2 separate regions of the Sus scrofa genome follow, and region 2 is linked to region 1. Evidence: chromatin contacts called from public Hi-C data. All regions are on one chromosome and are shown on one strand. The core of a region is the stretch at or near the end of the contact, and the rest is flanking DNA. Distances in the headings are between cores, read along the strand shown. Region 1 holds the start of CAND1 (cullin-associated NEDD8-dissociated protein 1). Region 2 overlaps LOC102166619 (a long non-coding RNA gene).

Region 1 (6,106 bases), core at 914-3,413:
GAAGGTGGGTGAGCAAACACACCACACACTACAGTGCTTAAAGTTTCTTATCTAAGTTCTGTTCAAACGTTGCTTTAAATCTCAAAGGCCTGCACTGGGAGAAGGCAAAGCTTCAAAGGAAAGTAAACTACATTTTCATCCTTTGAAAAACAGAAACTTTTGTTTCCCCCAATAATCTTGGTTTTGACCCTAGGACTCAAAAATCTAGAAATACTAAAATACCCAAATAAACACGTCTCTTCCAAAAAGTAATACTAAAATCTTTATTATTAGCAAACTAATTTTCAATTTCCATATGCAATACTGAAAAACTCCCTAGGAAGAAAAACTTCATGAAAATTCTTTTTGGCTTTGCAGTCACAGAACCAAAACTGTATTTCATTGGCCATTTTAATATGCCAGCATACCAACTTAATTAGGAACACGATATTTACATTTTTCATGATTCTCCTCTAAAATCAAAATTTTTTCCCCAATACATAAGATTTAAGATTTAGGCATGTTTTCAGGTGTTAAAGCATATTGCTCATACAAAAAAAAAAAAGCCCTCCAGCCAAACTTTAAATTGAAGACTGTTTGTTCTTCCCTTTAAAATGCATACAAAATACAACCACTAGAGAACAAAACAAGTATAAAACATATAAAAAGCTTTTTTAGATCAGGAGCTAATTTATTTTGTGACGGGATAGGAGGCAAGAAGGGAGAATGTATCAATTACTGCAATGCAAAAAAATAAAGGAACCAAGATAATCCTTGAAAATATAACAATTCTTCAATATGCATGTTACCAAGGTTTGGAACCAACCGCACAAGTCTCCTGGAACAGAACTTCCACAACAAAGCTTCATATTCACCATCCCCCTATTAGAAAATTCCTTCTTTTAATAAGATCCATCGCTCGGTGTACCTTTTTGTTTACGGTTCGGCAATTCACCTTTCTGGCAGTTAATTTTGGATATAAGGAAATGAGACTGAAACCCCGAGTTCCTGCTTGGGTTTTCACCTGACAAGGGAAAATGACAAGAGATGCTGGCGGGAAAACCCTAACGAGTCAAGTTTTCACCATCCTGGTTCCCCCTCCTCCTTCCCATCTTCACCAAAGGGATAATCCAAAGAAAAAGTTTATAATCCAATCCCCGAAGAGCTGGGAAAAAAGGAAATCGTTCAAGCTGAATGCACCAAGGCCCGCTCATATCTGCGGGAAAGGAGATGGCAGATGGGTCCCCGAGTGGGCAGCAAGCAGCAGCTCGGGCCCTGCAAGCGGGGCGGCCTAGCGCCTCGGGCAGACCAGCGGGTAGGCCGGCTTCTGGGTCTTCAAGCCGAAAGCAACTCCATTCCCCACAATAGTGCGTGATCTCGCCCCTTTCGCGCTACCTGGGACGCCAAAGGCACGTCCCGGGAGGGCAGGGCATGCAGTGGAGGCGTTGGGGGATGCAGAAAGGGCCTAGGACCCGAGGCGGGCAACGGCCTAAAGCAAAGAATGGGGGGAGGGGGTGAGAAGGCGGGCGAGAAAAGGGGCCCGCCGGGATCGGGGAGCGGAGGGTGGGCTGGAGACCTCGGGAAAGCCGAGGAACCGGTTAAGGCCAAAGGGGTGGGGCAAGGCCTGTGTGAGGGCCAGGGCCGCGGATGGGGGACTCCGAGGTGGGCTGAGAGTCGGATTTCGGCCTCACCTGAAGTCCTTGTCGCTGGATGTCATTTTTTCCAGCAAATTGGAAATGTGGTACGAGGCGCTCGCCATGTTGACGGCCTCGATCCCGCCCGCTGGCGCTGCTGGTGCTCCTGCCCGCTGCCGCCGCTGGGGCTCCTCCTCTCGCTCGCGGCGGCTCCCGCTTCCAGGGTCGCAGCGCGACGCAGACGCTGACTAGGGAGGCGCCTCGACAGGCTGCCCCCTCCCCGACGAGGCGTGGGCCTGTCCCGGGGGAAGCAGAGGCTACCCGGCTGGCCTAACGACGGCGCTGCTCGCTGGAGAACGAGCTCATGGGCAGCGAGGAATACTGCAGGGCCGCTCCGGGGAGCCAGACACTTCCACTCGGGCCTGTCTCGCTCCCACTCCCTCCACAGGGCAAGAGGCCAAAACCCGCCTCCTTCGCTCCGGGGGCGGGGGTAGTAGACGCGGGACGCTTACCCAGAGCTCAGGTCAGGGTTCACGGAGGACCCCCACGCACGCTGTGGAGACGCTAGGTAAAGAACAATTCTGTTGGCTAAGGCCTATGTCAGTCTTCGCGTGACCCACCTTCCAGGAGGCATGACAACGACCAAAAGAGGCTGTTATCGCGAGACTTGAAAGCGACGGTTAAGGAATGGGGGGGCCAGTGGGACAAGCATACCTTCATCCAAAAATAACATGATTTTTTTTTTCCTCTATGACAGTAAGAAAAATAGTTTACGATTTTTAAGGAGTATAAGGATCGGAGAAATGCTAATCAAGAGGTTAGCCTGAAAAGCAACAGAAGAATCATGAGAAGGAGCTTTCGTTCCAAATCGGACGCGTGGCCTACAGTGCCTTAACCACGACGGTGTAATGTTGCCACGTGAAAACCACAAATCCCAGAATTCAGTCGGCATGGTACACTGGGTCAGGATGTGATTGGTTGAAGGAACTTGTAGCTTCCTTATTGGCTTCTGGTGGAGTAGGGAATCCTGGGATTTGTAGTCTAGCGAGGCGGCTGTGTTGGATAGAACCTTTGAAGCGCAGTGGAGTAGTTTTCTGCAGCAGATTCGGATTTTTTCTTACGTCGGTGTTTGCTGTTCTAGGGTGTCTCCTGAGCTAGGCTGCTGCGGTCTGGGCAGGCGCATTGCGGATGAGTGGATATTCTTGGCAGAGGCCTAGCAGCGATTTCTTAATACGAATTATTAAAAGTGATGGTAGCCTTATTCTCTTAAGACAGCTGAGCTTTTGCTGGGCACTCCCAAAATGCGTTCTAGAGCCAGTCCCCTAAAGGAAGACGGAGCTTAGTACAGATGAACGGCCAACGACTGATGATTGTATTGGAGACTTATTCCTTTCATTTAGAATGGCTAAACTGTCACCCTCTGTATTGCGCAATTGTGGGATTGGTAATCCTACAGCTATTTTATTGTTCCCTAAAACATACAGACACAGAAATCAGTGATGTATTTTAGGATGCACTTTTTTGTTTTTTTTTTGTCTTTTTGCCATTTTCTTGGGTGGCTCCCACAGCATAAGGAGGTTCCCAGGCTAGGGGTTGAATCCGAGCTGTAGCCACTGGCCTACGCCAGAGCCACAGCAACGCTGGATCCGAGCCGCGTCTGCGACCTTCACCACAGGTCTCTGCAACGTCAGATCCTTGACCCACTGAGCAAGGCCAGGGATCGAACCCACAACCTCATGGTTCCTAGTCGGATTTGTTAACCACTGAGCCACCACAGGAACTCCACGATGCACATTTTTAACTCCTTTACGCGAATTGAGATAACAGGACCTAAAAAAAAAAAAAGAGAGAGAGAGAGAGGCAGGAGGGGGGGATTGAATAGCTCCTTTCATCCAAGTGCTAAATCCCAACGTTTCTCTATTATTCTTTCTTCTGTTTACCAAACCGTTGTTTAGTGTCTTTGAAAAGGCAGGCACAGTTATAGGCAATAACAATTAAAATAGAGGAAACGTGATCTGACCTCGTAATTCATATTTAAATTTCCCATTACTCTTGTTTCCATGTATCCTTTTACTTTAATACTATTTTTCTCCCCAATAGTGCCATATCTCTTCCCTCATTTTACCTAAGTCACCTATAATTAGGTTCCATGAGTGACTGCTTCAGCCACAAATGCTTCCTGCTCTAAAGAACCTTTTCACAATATTTAAACTATACACACAAACACCCACGCCACGCACATCACACACGAACAAGCCCATCGTTTATCTTGTGTGAGTCCTAAGGCTTGAAAACTCAATGGTCTGGTAGTAAACCTTTTTTTTTTAGCCAGAATCTAATCAGATACCAAGTCATGTTTTTCCTTTTATGTGTATAAATCCTTTCATTTATCAATTTGCAACTGAATTGTATTTGTAGTTAGAGAGCTTAAATATAAATCCTGTTTATTGCCACTTATTAGCTGTCTCATGCAATTCATTTTAAGCTCTCTGAGTCTGTTTCTTCATGAGTAACATAATAATTGTCAGAGTAGTTCCCCATAGGGCTGTTTTAAGAGTCAAAAGTGCTATTGTCTTCGTCTGCAGAGTTACCATAACAAAAATCCATGGATTGGGTGGCTTAAGCAACAGAAATCTATTTTCTCACTGTTTTGGAGGCTGGAAGGTCCAAGGTCAATGTGGCAATAAGTTTGGTGTCTCCCGAGTCCTTGGCTTGCAGACAGCCCCCTTCTCACTGTGTCCTCACAGCCTTTTCTCTGTGTACTCACACCCATGGTATCTCTTTCTCGTCTTAAAAGGACACCAACCATAATGGATTAGGGTCCCACGTTTTTTTGTTGCTGACCTTGCCTACAGCATGTGAAATTTCCTGGGTCAGGGATCCTGAGCCACAGCAGTAACCTGAGCTGCTGCAGTGAAAACACTGGATCTTTAACCTACTGTGCCACAAGGGAACTCCAAGGTCCCAACTTTTTAGCCTTAACTGTGTCCTCATTTAACCTAATTACCTCTTTAAATGCCCTGTCTTCAAATACTGTCATACTGGAGGTTAGGGCTTCAACATATGAATTTGGGAGGCATTCAATTCAGTCCATAACATATATCCCACATAAAGTGCTCAGCACATCACCTGGAGTGTAATGATAATATTTATAACTAATATATCTTGCAATTTAAAAAAGGTGAAAGCATCTAATAAAATTTAGCTATTATTACTACTATATTCTCTCAATCTTGTCCCTATCTCAACCATTCTATATATCTAGGAGGTTTTTTTGCGATTTTGGTTTATTTTATTTTATTTTATTTTATTTTTTGTCTTTTTAGGGCCACACCCGTGGCATATGGAGGTTTCCAGGCTAAGGATCAAATCAGAGCAGTAGCCGCTGGCCTACACCATGGCTCACAGCAATGCCAGATCCTTAACCCACTGAGCAACGCCAGGGATCAAACCTGCATCCTCATGGATGCTAGTCAGATTCATTTCCACTGAGCCACAAAGACAGGAACTCCTTTTTTTTTTTTTTTTTTTTTTTTTTGCATTTTTAAAAGCTTTGTTGAAGTAGAGCTGATTTACAATGTTGTGATCATTTCTGCTGTACAATAAAGTGATTCAGTGATACATGTACACACATCCATTCTCTTTCAGTTTCTCTTCCTATATAGATTATCACAGAATATTGGGTAGAGTTCCCAGTGCTATACAGCCTGTTCTCATTAGCCAGTCATTCCATATGCCTCAGTGTGCATATGCCAATCCCAAACCCCCTTTCCATCCTCCCCACTTCCAAGGTGTCCCCTTAGGTAACCATAAGTTTGTTTTCAAAAGTCTGTGAGTATGTGTCTGCTCTGCAAATAAGTTCATTTGTATCCTTTCTTAAGGTTCCACATGTAAATGATATCATATGATGTTTGCTTTCACTGTCTAACTTCACTTAGTATGAGAATCTCTAGGTCCAACCATGTTGCTCCATATGGCATTATTTCATTCTTTTTTTTTTAGTTGAGTAATATTCCATTGTATTTATGTACCACATCTTCTTTATCTAGGGCATCAAAATTGCTTCCATGTCCTGGATATTGTAAATAGTGCTGCAGTGAACACTGGGGTGCATGTATCTGTTTGAATTATAGTTTTCTCTGGATAGATGCCCAGGAGTGGGATTGCTGGATCATATGGTAGTTCTATTTTTAGTCTTTTGAGGAAACTCTACTCTCTTCCACAGTGGTTTTACCAATTTACATTCTCACCAATATTGTAAGAGGGTTCCCTTTTCTCCACACCCACTCAATCATTTATAGTTTGTATAGTTTTTTTGGGGTTTTTTTTGGTTTTTTTTTTTTTTGGTTTTTTTTGGTCTTCTAGGGCCTTGCCCGCAGTATATGCAAGTTCCCAGGATGGGGGTTGAATCAGAGCTGTAGCTGCCAGCCTACACACCACAGCCACAGCAATGCAGGATCCCAGCCCATCTTCAAGGTGCACCACAGTTCATG
Region 2 (6,493 bases), core at 2,034-4,533, 620 kb before region 1:
ATGTGATGATAAGGTGGACAAAGAAAGGACAGAAGTAACAGAGATTGAGAAGTGGGAAGGGCATTTTATGATTTATGAAAAAAGCACCATTTCTTTTTGCTTAAAAAAATCTAAATTTGTATGAATCTTGGACTTCAAAATCATCATAACCTGGTTTATTCTCTAGTCTCAAATCTGAGTGGAGAAGACAGAAACAAAGTATTGAGTCTTACTTCCTTCAGACTGCCACAGGTTCTCATTACATCTTCTACATCAAGAGGGAGGTAGACTTACCTTTCTATTTCGTGATATGAATGTAGTCATATAATAAATACCCTCATGACTGACCTTGGCTCCTCTGTGTTCTAACACACCCCTTCAACTTGAACTAGGCATCACTTTCCCTCTCTCTCCCTCTTGTTCTTCTCTTTTTCTTGTTCTCTCTCTAATCAATTATATTTCAGGTCAGACTGCTTGTGTGGATTTGTTTTAGTATCTAGGGTTAGTCAAGGTTCTCTGGAGAAACAGAACCAATAAGTTATAGATATGGATATCACTATAGATCTGGAAAGATGTATTATGAAGAATTGGCTCATGCAATTATGGAAGCTGAGAAATCCCACCATCTGCTGTCTGCAAGCTGGAGGCCCAGAAGGGCCAGTGGTGTTAAGTCCAGCCTTTTTTGTTCTTATATAATGATTTTTATTTTTTTCATTCTAGCTGGTTTACAGTGTTCTGTCAATTTTCTGCTGTACAGCATGGTGACCCAGTTACACATACACATATAGATTCTTTTTTTCTCCCATTATCATGCTCCATCATAAGTGACTAGATGTAGTTCCCAGTGCTGCACAGCAGGATCTCATTGCTTATCCACCCCAAAGGCAATAGTTTGCATCTATTAACCCCAAGTTCCCAATCCATCCCACTCCCTCCCCCACCCCCTTGGCAACCACAAATCTATTCTCCAAGTCCATGTTTTTCTTTTCTGTAATTCCAGTCTTAAGTCTGAACGCCTGAAAACCAAAGGAGCTGATGGTATAAATCCCAGTCTAAGTGCTGGAGATCAAGGTCCCAGCTCAAGCAGACAGGCAGAAAGCAAAAGGGGACAAATACTCCTTCCTCTGCCTTTTATTCTATTTAGGTCCTCAAGGAATGATGCTCATCCCCTTCAGAGAGGTCTGTCTATTTACTCAAATGCTAATCTCATCAGAAACACTCTTGACACACATACCCAGTAATAATATTTGATTTAGGCATCTATTGGCCGAGCCAAGTTGACACATAAGATTAACCGTCGCATATCATTACAATGGGTTGAAAAGAAAACTTGGAATATGAGGGCTTTCTTGGACAAAGCATGAAGGTAGAGGCACAAAACTTCATGGTCAAAGTAGTCTTTGGTTCCAGTCTCCACCACTAGGTGTCGCTAAGTAATCTAATTAAATACCCAGTTTATGAATCCAACAAATAAGATGCTGAGCTGAATGAGGCAGAAATAAAGATCAAGGTGATGGGTCTAAATAAAATCCTGTAGATTATCTGTAAAAGCTATTTTAAAATGGCACAGTTTGTCTCTGGACTATGAATTGGAAAATTCATAAATTAACAAACGTATGTGGACGGGCTTAGTCTTTATTGGGGGAAGTGAATAAATCCTTTATAGCTTACATGTGCCTCCTTTTCCCTCTCCTATTAAATTGGTCATCTTGCTGCCTGCATTTTCAGGAGCATAACTGGATTTTATGTGATCTAAATATACTGGCTAGGCTGTTAGCATCTGTTTAGGCAACTCTAATCCCGAATCCTTCATTGGCTCATATATTTTATTGTTAAACTTTTACTCTTTTTGAGGGTGCTGACCCTGACCACCTATGAAGCAAGCTCAGTAAATGTAATACCTGTCCTTAGGAATAGCTTTGGGAGAACTATTCATCCTTCAATACTTGGATCAGATGTTTTCCAGTCTGTCACACCTGATCCCCAGGCAGCTCTTCCCTTTTATTCATTCCCATAGCACAGCTCTATATGTTCCAGAGAGTATTTCTCACCTTCCCTGGTAATTAACTGTTCATGTATAGGTCTTTTCCAGAGATGATGGGTTCCCTAAGGACAGGGACCAGTTTATGGAAGCCACCACAAAACTCAGCACTGTTGCTACTGTTGCTGCTTTGCTTCTGGTTCATCTACTAATATACGTGCATGACAAGTCAGTGGGCAATTACTGATTCCTTTCAGCACTTCCCTAAAATCTTCTCTCATGTCATTTCAGCAGGAGGGAAACTGTGCGCAGTCTGCCTTTTATGATCCTGTGTGCTTAGGAAGAATAATTAAGGGCTCACTAAATTGATGTGGAAAGAGGTTTTTGTTTTGTTTGAGTGGTGTCTTTAAATATTTGTAAAAGGAGTTGCTTATTATTCATCCATTGCCAGCCCATTTAAAAGAAGTCACACAGCAGAGAAGAGGGGATTATATTCAATAAGAGATGCTAAATCAATGTTTAATTTAAGGGGAAGTTTGTGAGCAAATTGCTTCATTTTTCCTTCCTAAGAGAAAACGTGAGATTAGGAAACATTTTTTTTCTGAAAGAGGTTAATGGACTTGCAAATTCAAACAGTTATTTCAAAGTGTTGCCAGTAGTTATGTCTAAATTTTTTACATATTCTTAATTTTATAAAATAAGTGTAAGTTCATTTAAGAAATTTATAGTGAAATTCAGCATGCATTTACTTAAGGCTTACTATGTAGCTGGTACTATGTTGAAGGGGGGAGCAGATCGCATGACTAATGTTTCCCCCTCCAGAAACCATGTAGGCAGTGAATGGAAATACAATTTGCTAAGAGCCAGAAACCACAAGATTTGATTAATCCCACAAAAGGGGCTGAGATAGTCAGGGAGACTTCCCCGAGAGGCATGACATTTGAACTGGAATTTTACCGTCTGTGAAATCAGCAAGCTTTACGGTTTCTACCTCATGGCTTAGCTACATTGAAGCACTAAGAGATTTAGGCAATACTTACATAGAGTTTTTAGAATTGCAATTTTATTAACGGATCGAATATATCTTTTAATCTACTTTAAAGATAAAATTATTAGAGTAAATCAAAACGACTATTTTCTGTCATTATATTGACATCGCCCTAACCTATTGGGTTTCAGGCTTTGGTGAACTTCCAGATTATCAGCAAGGTTGTTAAAATGCAGATTCCTCCCCAAACTTGCTGCATCCCAGTGTCCTAGTATAGGAAGGCAATGTGCTTTTAATTGGGCTTCCACATGATTCTGGTTTAAGTACCATTACGTAAGCAGTTTGAGACGTCAGAGGTAAAACTTGACCTTGCAGGACCTTCTGTGGTTACTAATATTATCTTCTGATCTGACAAATGTTCCTCTTAAGGGGAGATGAGGAAACTTAACATTAGGCACTCTTTTTGTTTTAGGGATGCATATAGACGCTTTTTTTTTTCCTTCCCTAAAATTAGTATAGCACCAAACTTCCATTTTAGAGGTGAGAAAACTTAAGGTTTAGAGATATTAAGAGATCTGGCCATGGACACATTATCTAAGAAGTGGTGAAACCAGTAATGAATTTGCTGGCCCCTGCCTGTTGTCCACTTGCATGTATCCAGTTTATCTCTTTTATTGGGGAGATCAATGTTTAAAACTTTTTTCTACAATATAACTAAGTCATTTCCATTAAGAATAAAAAAAACCGCTATGGTGATTTTTCTCGATCCTGTGTTCTAACCTGGCTGAGGACACCTCAATTTCCAGAGAAGAAGAGAGCCAGTTTCTTGTTCACCTTCATCCAGTCCTCAGGCCTTTTGCTGTCCTTCCTGAGTCAGAGAGCAAACGTGGACAGATTTAAATCCATTGTGAACAGATCTAAACCCTAGCACTCACCATGCCTTGTAGTGTGTTCCCTGGGGCAAGCATTTTAGAGGTGAGGCATCCTTGCAAGTAATCCATTTGCTGATAGAATCCATCAGTTCTGTTTCTACAGACCACTCCTTTTGCAAATAGACAATTGGGATTTAGCCAAATGCAAAGAGGAAAACTTCTGATGTACTTGATCCATTACTTTGGCTAGTCAGTTTATGCCTGAGGATGACCTTGGGTGTAACCAGGATGAAGGTTGGGAGCACAGTTCTTGCAGATCTCTAGAGAGTTAGGAGAACACCAGGGCCTGAGATTGGTCAGCCTTGTTGAACCCTGAGATGACCCAAGGAACTAAAGGAATAGAATTTCTTTTTTTTTTTTTAACTTTTTTTTTTGCTTTTTTTTGTCTTTTTAGGGCCACACCCATGGCACATGGAGGTTCCCAGGCTAGGGGTCTAATCTGCGCTGTAGCCGCCGGCCTACACCACGGCCACAGCAATGTGGTATCCAAGCCTCGTCTGCGACCTACACCATAGCTCATGGCAATGCCAGATCCTTAACCCACTGAGCGAGGCCAGGGATCAACCCTGCAACCTCATGGATTTGTTTCTGCTGCGCCACGACAGGAACTCCAATTTTTTTTTTTTTTTTGTCTTTTCTAGGGCCGCACCCATGGCAAATGGAGGTTCCCAGGGTAGGGGTCCAATCAGAGCTGTAGCCGCTGGCCTACACCACAGCCACAGCAACTTGGGATCCTAGCTCACGGCAACATCGGATCCTTAACCCACAGAGGGGGCCAGGGATTGAAGCCGCAACCTTATGGTTCCTAGTCGGATTCGTTAACCACTGAGCCATGACAGAAATTGGCACAGGATTTCCGATTCCTGAGATGACAGAGGCACCAAAAGCATTATCAGAGGTGGGTGATATTTTAAGTGTTGTTTTGTTTTGTATATTTTTACTTATATTGGCAATTGTAGTCTCTAAAAATCCTGAAGGACATGAAGCAGGGTTTGCCCTGTTATTCCTTGAATAATGAGAACCCTTTAGTTCAAGAGTTGCTGTTCTTAAAAACACCCATGATCATTTATCAAAAACGAGTAATAAATGAAGTTTAAAAATTCAGCAACTGACTTAAGTCAACATCATTGTTAGGCAAATTTAAGTGTTTGTGTCTTTTTGGAAAAATTGATAAACACTGTGGTTGTGTAATCAGATTTTTTTTTTTGTCCTTGCATTTGACTGCTTGAAAATGGGTCTGCTTTTGCACATGCATCAGTGTGTGTGTACACCTCACTTCCAGTAACAACAATTTACTGTGTCTATGTTCATAGAGTTACAGAGCAGTGTTCCCTCAATTGTGGGACAGAGGTCATGAGGGGGGTCCCATTGCCTCCTCCAAAAGATACCATGACAGAGTCTCTGCTATATTTCTTCCCAGAAATCTCTTATTATAGACATATATTGTAGACAGAAATATATGTCTACATGATAGACAGAAATCTCTGTCTGTAATATGATCCATCATTTTCCTGAAAAGTAGAACCAATTTGCCAAGCTTTATTTTTCAACTTTTATGTTTGTGAAAGCTGCTATATCAGTAGCCGGAGAGGCTGATTTAGCTGGCAACTAAACAGCCTCCTCTCAACATACCATTTGGGGGAAGATAAACCAGCTGATTGAGTAAGAGCAGAAATCCCCCTACACGAGCAGTTCAGAAACTGGCAGAGGTGGCGGGAATTTTTCTGGGCAGTGCTCTGGATGGCCTATCCTGTCTGGCCTGTCTCTATTCCATTGTTCCCTAAGCTTGGCCTCTGTGCTCAAGCCTCTTTCCATGATGGGCTGCTCCCCCCAGCATGTACTGTTTTTGAGAACTGACTTTGCAACAGGACCCGGAGGAAATGCTGATCCCCATCTGTTCTTCAGGAACCTCCTTGTGCAGGAACAAACTTGGATTATTAACTTTTATACTAGAACCTCAGTAGGGTTCCTGCATTGACACACACATGCACACACACACACATTACACACACTTTCTCTCTCTCTCTCTCACACACACACACAATATTTGACTAGAAGATATTTTCTTTCTTAACCCTGTTCCTTTTTTTTTTTTTTTGCATTTGCTCATGAAAAATGCATCTGTTTTTGCATGGTGTGTGTGTGTGTGTGTGTGTGTGTGTGTGTGTGTGTGTGTTTAATAGGGTGAGGGTCCTTTTGTATTCAGAGAAATCCCTCAATTTTCTACTTATCTTTAGATCATTGGGGAAGGAAATTTGCTAATTCTTTTGTTCTCTTGTGGATACACTGGGGAGGGAGTCTTAACTCCCCTCCATCTTCTATTCTCTCCTTCTCATAGGATGAGATGTGGCTAGTCTGCCTCATTCCTTGCAGTTAGGGGTCGCTAGTGAAATGGAAACAAGTTATTGGGTGGGGTTCCCAGGGAACCTCTGATTCAGCTGGGAGGTCTGTGCTTTGCTCTAGCTCCTTCCTCTTTCCTGTTGTTTGGAACATGGGTGAAATGTCTAGCGCTTCGGTGACCGTCTTGCAACTTCATGGTGACCTTGAAAATAGAAGCTCTAGGCTAAGGATATGGAGTTGAAAATAAACCCTCAGTCCCTGATGACTGTGGGG

What was found. Hi-C and Micro-C count contacts between places; a contact is called where the count stands out from the background.
Region 2: a contact with region 1 is called in a Hi-C map of skeletal muscle, with 4 times the contacts expected there. The contact joins the enhancer-like site here to the promoter of CAND1 in region 1. A contact is called at or near these places in 1 of 5 promoter capture datasets (liver), 2 of 47 Hi-C or Micro-C datasets (embryonic fibroblasts and skeletal muscle) and 1 of 2 datasets of contacts at active chromatin or transcription factors (skeletal muscle).

Annotation. Positions count from the first base shown.
Region 1 is chr5:31,653,565-31,659,670 of Sscrofa11.1, reverse strand. CAND1 (cullin-associated NEDD8-dissociated protein 1) reads right to left here and starts at 2,163. Exons shown (of 16, transcript XM_003126362.4): 1 at 1,671-2,163. The coding sequence starts at 1,738.
Region 2 is chr5:32,274,136-32,280,628 of Sscrofa11.1, reverse strand. The region is part of intron 2 of LOC102166619 (a long non-coding RNA gene); the gene reads left to right. Among named protein-coding and RNA genes, the nearest start is that of IFNG, 210 kb to the left of the region's middle. Within about 2 kb of position 3,283, at least 2 of the 83 cell types and tissues checked have an H3K27ac peak or open chromatin away from gene starts, as enhancers often do. A contact at or near this core is called in skeletal muscle, where this site is marked.